Regions from separate parts of the Callithrix jacchus genome. Here region 1 is linked to region 2. A link is a contact called in public Hi-C data. All regions are on one chromosome and are shown on one strand. The core of a region is the stretch at or near the end of the contact, and the rest is flanking DNA. Distances in the headings are between cores, read along the strand shown.

Region 1 (3,774 bases), core at 548-3,047, 360 kb after region 2:
TTAAAATGTCCTACTCTTTAAATATCATGCTCCCTCATCCTTCACTGTTGCGCATTTTTATTTAAAAGAAACTAACTTGAAATTCTTACAGACAAATTCATTATCTATGCAAGCAAATAATTTGGCAGGACCATTGTTCAAGACAGGAGAGGCAGGTTATTTCGTGGCTTTGAACTTAGGCATGTCAGTTAATCTCCTGCTGCCCAGTCTCACTGTAAATAATAACAGTTATTAAGAGGTCACTGGATAAGCACAGAAAATATCAAAGTTTCTATGAATTCATAATGAAAAAAATAAAACAAGAGAAAAGCAAACTATATGTCTTAAAGAAATGTGATTCACCTAAGTTTGCCAGAGCAATTTTCAAAGTTTTGTATGACACCATCCTTGTTGAATAAGAGTGTTTAAGATCAAATAGCACTGCTACGTGCCCACAGGCAGACAGACAAAAACGAGCACGGCAATGCACTGATAGGATAAATTTGAAAATGGTAAAATCGAATTTCTTTTTTCTAAATGGTGAAACCATCCCAGAGCCATCCTATAGGTTTGATGCTAGTAGAGAATCATTCAATACTAATTATAGGGATTTCCAAACAGCAAAGAAAACGATGATCAGATGTGTAGAGTAGGGTTACATGAAAACCACTGGAGGAGCAAGGAAGACAGCTCTAGCTCAGTTTGTCAGAAGAGGGTGAGAGCTTGGAAACACTTTTCTTCTGTGCAGTGTTTTCTAGCAAAATAGTTCAATCCAGTGTTTTAAATGTCTGCTGGCTGTGTAGAATCTGCTTGTTCTTCCCCATACAGATGGACTCTCCTCTTAGATTTCTTTCTTTCTAAATATTTCAGACCCTTGGCTACTTTAAACCTGCTTCCACAACAGGTGGAAGGAGGTAACAGGCCAGGAGGCAGGGGAACCTGCAGAAACAGCAACGGCAGAGATTTTGATTTGCTCCGTCTCATCTGCACCCCTCATCAATGGCTTTTAAAATCAGATTCTTTATACTTTCTGAGCACATAATTTCAGGGTCAGTGAGTCCCCTCATGAGGACTGGTGTATGCACAAGTCAGACATGTGTCCCAGTGACATCAAATCACATTTTAAGCTGCTTTTCTTATCAAGAGAATCTTCCAAATAGAATTAAGTGTTTAATACATGCTTCTTTGGAAGCCGTATCTTCCCCCCTAAATCTGCAGCATCCTATGAGTGATGAAGCAGACATCTAGCTTCTGCGAATCCTGTCTTATTTGTAATGTGGGGCACTCTAGTAACACATCACAGGTCATTCTGTAACCCAGGGCTCTGGAGCCCCATGACTGGGGCCATTATCTTTTCTATAAAAGTGGGAAAAAAATAAACCTTTTTGGGGTTCCATCTGTTTATTTTTCTCCATCCTATCAAAATCTGTTCCTTCTCAAGCTCTCTCTTCTTCATCTGGCCTAATGATTTTCACGGGCAAATCACTTCAACTCGAGGGAGCTACGTCAGCAGGAGGCCTTCAATAATATGTGTCTTGTCCTTCCCTCCAACTCCCCCAGTTTTTTCACTGAATGCCACAGCAGGTGATGATAGAGAGCTCTGGGTTCTGCTTTCCTTCTTGTATAGACCAGATTGTTCTGCTGGGTGTACTTCCCCTTGGTTTAATGCGAGTTTCCCCTCTCATCTCCCTGCACTGCTACCCAGAACTGCATTATCTCACCCTCCACCTAGAAAGACAGCCCATCTTCAGCCCTCAAAACATAAGGGAAGAGAGTCAGCAGGGAATCAATACACAATAACCATGGTCTCTGCGCCTGTTTTGGAGGAAAGGCAAGGGAAAGGCCAACTTGTTACTCTGCACCATGTACTGTGCAAATTACACAGGATCTCGTGCTTGGCCCTTGATGTTTACGTAAGCTGTTATTTTCATACCAACTCACCACTGATTATTACAAGCCACTTGCCACTTGAAAGAGGCCTGAGAACACAGAACAGAATTCTCAAGAAGAAGCGTTTCTTTTTTTCTGTCATTTGCTTAGTGTGTGTGTGTGTGTGTGTGTGTGTGTGTGTGTGTGAGAGAGAGAGAGAGAGAGAGAGAGAGAGAGAGAGAGAGAGAAAACAAACCAAAAAGGGAAATTAGACTATGATTTAAGGTAATTCACAGACAAAAGTAAATCCCTTTTAGAAAAAATAAAAAGTGAACGAACAGAAAAAATTATCAGGTAGTACTTTCCATCTATCACCTTTCATAGGTATATTCTCCATAAAAATAAAGAAGGAAATAGCAGATGAGAAAGAAGCTGAAGTTCATTAAGCCTGGAACAGACTCTTTCCTGGTGTTTCCAAGTACTTGCATGTAGTTTAAATATTTACTTAGGAAATGGGTCATTTAAAGAATAAGCTGATGGGCAGCTTCCCCTCCAGGTTACCCAGCAGCCAGACAATCCCCTCCCATTGTGTAGCTGTTTCTGAGCCACTATTCTCTCCACAGTGGAGTTGTTAATATGTGCATATTCACCACAAAATAACTTTTTTCTTAAAAAGAAGATTCTCCATAAAGTCATTTCACCAGTGAACTCCTCTGTTGAGCTGAAAGAATGATTTGGCTTAAACAAAATCTATTTACACAAAACCTTCACATCTATCATGTACAATGAGGCACCTTTATAAATATGTATTTTTTTATTATGCCACTTGCTTCTTTTCTACTTTAAAAATACTAAACATAAGACTCTATCCCTTTTACATTTTCAGATCTATTTTGTTTTAAAATATTCAGGTTTAACAAATTTGAGTTTGGAAAAATTATTCTTTCTTTTTAATCTTTACCAGATGTTGTTTATACACAAACAATTTTTTCAGCATTCCATAATGCAATTATTGTTTAATTAGTGATAAATCTGTCATTCCTGGGCTTAAGAACTTAGCAAGTACCAAATGTATTTTTGCATCTTAAATTTACATGTGTTCTCCTCCGTGTTCAGACACAGAAATGGGAGGTACAGAGGTACCCAGTACCTGCTTTCCGATTCCTTACCCTGACCTGAAGTCCTTCCAGACTCACCCAGTGGCCTCTATCCAATTAGCCAGAGGTAGCCTAGGCCAGAAAAAAAGCTCCTAATTCCCCTGCTGCTTCACAGCACAGTCTCTGAGTGGCAATGACCCCTAGGTCCACCCTGCTTTGTTTTTGGGTTCCTCCTTTCTCCCTTCATCTCTGGTCACAAGGTCTGCATCCCTAACTGCAATTCCAACTGCAATTCCATTGCAAGGAAACTTGCAGTGTGGGCCTCTCTCCACAGAGCTGATGCTGGAGGATCTGGTGCCCCCCTGAGGCTAATGCTGGAAAGTGCAACTCCAGCCCAAGATGCCGACCCTTAAAGCTTTTAGCCACACACATCAGCCAGCACTACTACTGGACCACTGCTAAATTATCTACTTCAGCTATTGTTCAGTTACATGCACAACATTAAAGCGCTCAAAAGGAAATGCCGAAAAGACTGAAAAAGCAGGAAAAGAAAACCCTGGCATGTTAGTGAAAACCTACTTAAGCACAGAAAACTGATTATCATCATCCTGGATATGGAGTGAATTCTTCAGTAAAATATTTTACCAAGGAGGAGTAAATTGGGAGTTTGTGTAAAGGAAGTTTCTTTTATCTTTCTGAAATGCTGCAATTGCTACCTGGAGAATGGGGGTGGGGGGAGAAACATGTCCTATCCCATATCAAAAAGGATACTGAGGTATCTAGATGCTTCTTATTCCTAAGTTCTTAGATAAAGAAATCCTTTGCATTG
Region 2 (3,569 bases), core at 198-2,697:
GAGCTATGATCTGCCTTTGCCTCTGCACAAGCAGAGTGGTTATGTGGGTGTGGTTATAGCTGTGCCTTTAATTATATTGAGTGGGTTTATCTAAGACTCACCTAAGAGGACATTGACTTTCCATAAATTTTGTATTGAATTTACTATTGGTAGGCATGACTGATGTGTAAAAATGGCTACCGTATCTTGATTTTTCTTCTGTTAATATATTTTATGAAAAACGATTATCTCAATTAGCTAAGTTTCTCACAGGTTTAGTTTAAAAAGTTCTCTCTCCTTTCATGAACTGACTACTCCTTCGTGTTCTTCCTTTTTCCCTCCTCACTGAGAATGTCTCTTCCCTTCCGTGGAAGATAGAATCTTCAAAACTTCATATGACAGTTTTTAGAATAGTCAGTGAAAAAATAATTAACTGTTTTAACACTCTTTATGATACTTAGTTTCAAAACTATATTTTATTTTTTTTTAATTTTTAATTTTGGATACAGAGTCTTTCACTTCGTCACCCAGGCTGGAGTGCAGTGGCACGATCTCGGCTCACTGCCACCTCTGCCTCTTGGGTTTAAGTGATTCTCCTGCCCCAGCCTCCCGAGTTGCTGTTATTACAGGTGCCTGCCACCACATCTGGCTAATTTTTGTATTTTTAGTAGAGGCAGAGTTTCACCATATTAGCCAGGCTGGTCTTGAACTCTGGATCTCAGGTGATCCATTTGCCTTGGCCTCTCAAAGTGCTGGGATTAGAGGCGTGAGTCACTGTACCCAGCCCAAAACTAAATTTTAAACTGTGTCTTGTGATTTGAAAATTAATCCATTTAAAGTTCTTTTTTACTTGCAAAAAGCACAGTCATCTTTAAGGAAAATTTCAGTGCTGTTACGGAGATGAAGATGTCTGTTTGGATCTTGTAACAGCTGTTATTGTCAATATGTCATGTGATACGTGTATCTTACTAGTGAGACAATTGAAGTATGAGAGGTTTTCCCTCTAAATATAGTCTAATAGGAGAAAGTAAGGAAGTCTGAAGTGCAGCTTTACAGAATCTGTCCAGAAGGAAGGGCAAGTTGGGTGGCAGCTTGTGCTGCAGTTAGGGAGTGCTGTTTTCCTCTGCGTCCCTTCCTACCACCCCTCTTTATTAGTCTTGCTATCGAATCCCAGCCTGGCTGTGAAATCATCCAGTGGCATGATAGGTTTCTGGCCTCTGCAGAGGAAAAACTCTGGGTTAATTCAAGTACAACGTGTTCTCTTGTTTTGCAGTTGGTGTAGCAAAGGGAGTCTAGTGCAAGTGGATTGAATCAAAAGGAAAATGAAGGCATTCACTGTCGGTTTCATCAAGGATGGCTCATTTAAAGCAAACACCATTTAAATAGTCTCCAAATGGCCCATTCTATATGAAGTCATACAGGATGCCCCCTTTAGGTTGTCGTTCTCCTTTAAATGGATTGCTTTGTGTGGACTGTGTTTTAATGCCATCCAACCTTAAACCCCATATGTGGGCCTCATCAGGTCTTTGTTTTCAGTACACATATGGCAGCCATACCTTCAGCATTCTTTGCCTCTGCCTTCAGAAAATCAGCCTGAGCATCAAGGGTAGGCAGCTGTAAAGCTGAGAGCTTGCAAATGATGAAGACTACAACAAATACAGATGACAAGAGCTAACATTTCTTGAACACTTACTTTGTGCCAGTTGTTATGCCTACTGATCACTTTATAGATTCTCTAATTTAATCCTAACTTAATCCTCACAACAAGATACTATGATCATTCTCTTATTATACATGAGGAAACGGATGCATTGGAGAAATTAAGTGATGTGTGCTCAAACTGGTAAATATGGAGCAGGGAATTGAACACCAGCTGTCAGATTTCAGAGGTGGGACTCAATCAATGGACATATCCCAAAGCAGTAAATTTTCATTAATTCTCTTGAAAGATAGGCTTATTCCAATCAATAGACAATCCTGAAATTATTTATCTTTGTCTTGGGAATGCATGCTCTGCTTTCTGGAGCAGTATTTCCACCTTATTCTTTGCTTTTTTTGTAGGCTGATTGGAAGATAAGGTTAGGTGTTGTTCCCTGTGGTGGTGGGCAGTCTTCATGCAAGATTGGGCATGTTGGAATAAACTATATTTTATAAAAATAAACTATTTTTTTCTCACAAATAAGATAAAATTTTAATTTGTAAAATGATCATAGAGAAAAGTGTAGTTAATGTTGAATCACTTATAAAAGTAAACTTTAGAGAGTCTATAAAAAATGTGGTTAGTCAGCTTTTGCTTTGTGAAATTCTTCATTCTAATTCATTTTAAAGTGCACAGAAAAATGACAGCTGCCCTTCAGGAGAATCGGAGTTTCAATGTTGTACTGTACCACATTCTTTGTCTTCTCTTTTTAGTTCTCATTTTCATTTTTGATCACAATCAAGGAGTGTAATTATCTAAAGATACTTTTCTTCCAAATGAGGATGCTAGAAACGTCCTCATAGCGAGGAACTAATGAAAACCTTCTCCAGCACGAGCAGCACTCGGTGATCTCAGCATGGGCTCCAGCATTCAACCAGGATCCAGGCAGGAAGCCCAGGGCCAGACTCTAGAGAAGCTTCTCAGAAGAGTTCGACCAGGGTCTCTGGGAATTGGTTTTCTGGCTGGTTCTTATTTGGCCCAGCCAATTGATCTGCCCCGATTTGACTGTTACTTGGTAGCCAAGAAAAGTTTTTGCTTTTAAAAGCTTGATGTCTGAGTCAATCAAACAGTTGATTCCAAATTAGCTCCACTAAGTAGAGGAACTTTAGGAATCTAAGAAAGTAAAACAAACAAACAAACTTGTGTGCTGTGTAGGAGGAAATCATCTTGAGCACTTAAAATATGAGTTTGGGTGATATTTTTTAAAAATTATTTTATTTCCATTATTGAATGTTAGAGAAGACTTCAAGGAATCAATGACAGTTTTAAAATATTTTTATTGGACTCACTTCAGGTTCTGTTATCACTATTGCTCTCTCACTCCTAAACTCTGGGTCATTTAAGGTTTTTGACTGCTTAATTGCTAGTCTCCATTTTTCTCCCCTTCCACATCTTCCTGTGACTTCTGGTGTCCTCCCCATGTTACCTCAAGGGTACAGATACTCTGATCGAGGTACTGGGCCGTGATGGCATTGGGCACTCTATATGGAGTCCTGTTGACTTTGTGCAGGGATCTAATAACAATACCTCTTACTCCATTAGCAGTGTTTTCTCTTGGAAGTAGTTTCAGTTTCTGCTGTTTCCACAAGTATCATCTTGCCCATGGACTAGGTGGATGGTACAAGAACCAGACCAGCAGCGAGAAAATCAGGTCAAAAATTCAAAGTGGAATGTAGGGAGAAAGCCTGTTGTACGCAGTGTTTCATTCTTAAAAGGATTTCTTAATAGACTAGTGCCTGCTCCTTATCTCTAAATTGCCTCTTTCTTCTGAGTTATATTTCATCATTTTAATAGTACCTCAGTATCAGATGTTATTCTTTTTCTCTTAAGATTCCCTTTTAACTAATCGATTAGTTCAATTATTTTGTATTAAAGATGTAATATTTAAAGA

Evidence for each region. Hi-C and Micro-C count contacts between places; a contact is called where the count stands out from the background.
Region 1: a contact with region 2 is called in a Hi-C map of skeletal muscle, with 20 times the contacts expected there. The contact joins two enhancer-like sites. A contact is called at or near these places in 3 of 3 Hi-C or Micro-C datasets (induced pluripotent stem cells and skeletal muscle).

Annotation. Positions count from the first base shown.
Region 1 is chr1:78,506,309-78,510,082 of calJac240_pri, forward strand. All of the region lies in intron 15 of AOPEP (aminopeptidase O (putative)), which reads left to right. The region is part of intron 9 of FANCC (FA complementation group C); the gene reads right to left. Among named protein-coding and RNA genes, the nearest start is that of FANCC, 180 kb to the right of the region's middle. Within about 2 kb of position 1,798, at least 3 of the 16 cell types and tissues checked have an H3K27ac peak or open chromatin away from gene starts, as enhancers often do.
Region 2 is chr1:78,141,779-78,145,347 of calJac240_pri, forward strand. All of the region lies in intron 3 of AOPEP (aminopeptidase O (putative)), which reads left to right. Among named protein-coding and RNA genes, the nearest start is that of AOPEP, 66 kb to the left of the region's middle. Within about 2 kb of position 1,448, at least 2 of the 16 cell types and tissues checked have an H3K27ac peak or open chromatin away from gene starts, as enhancers often do.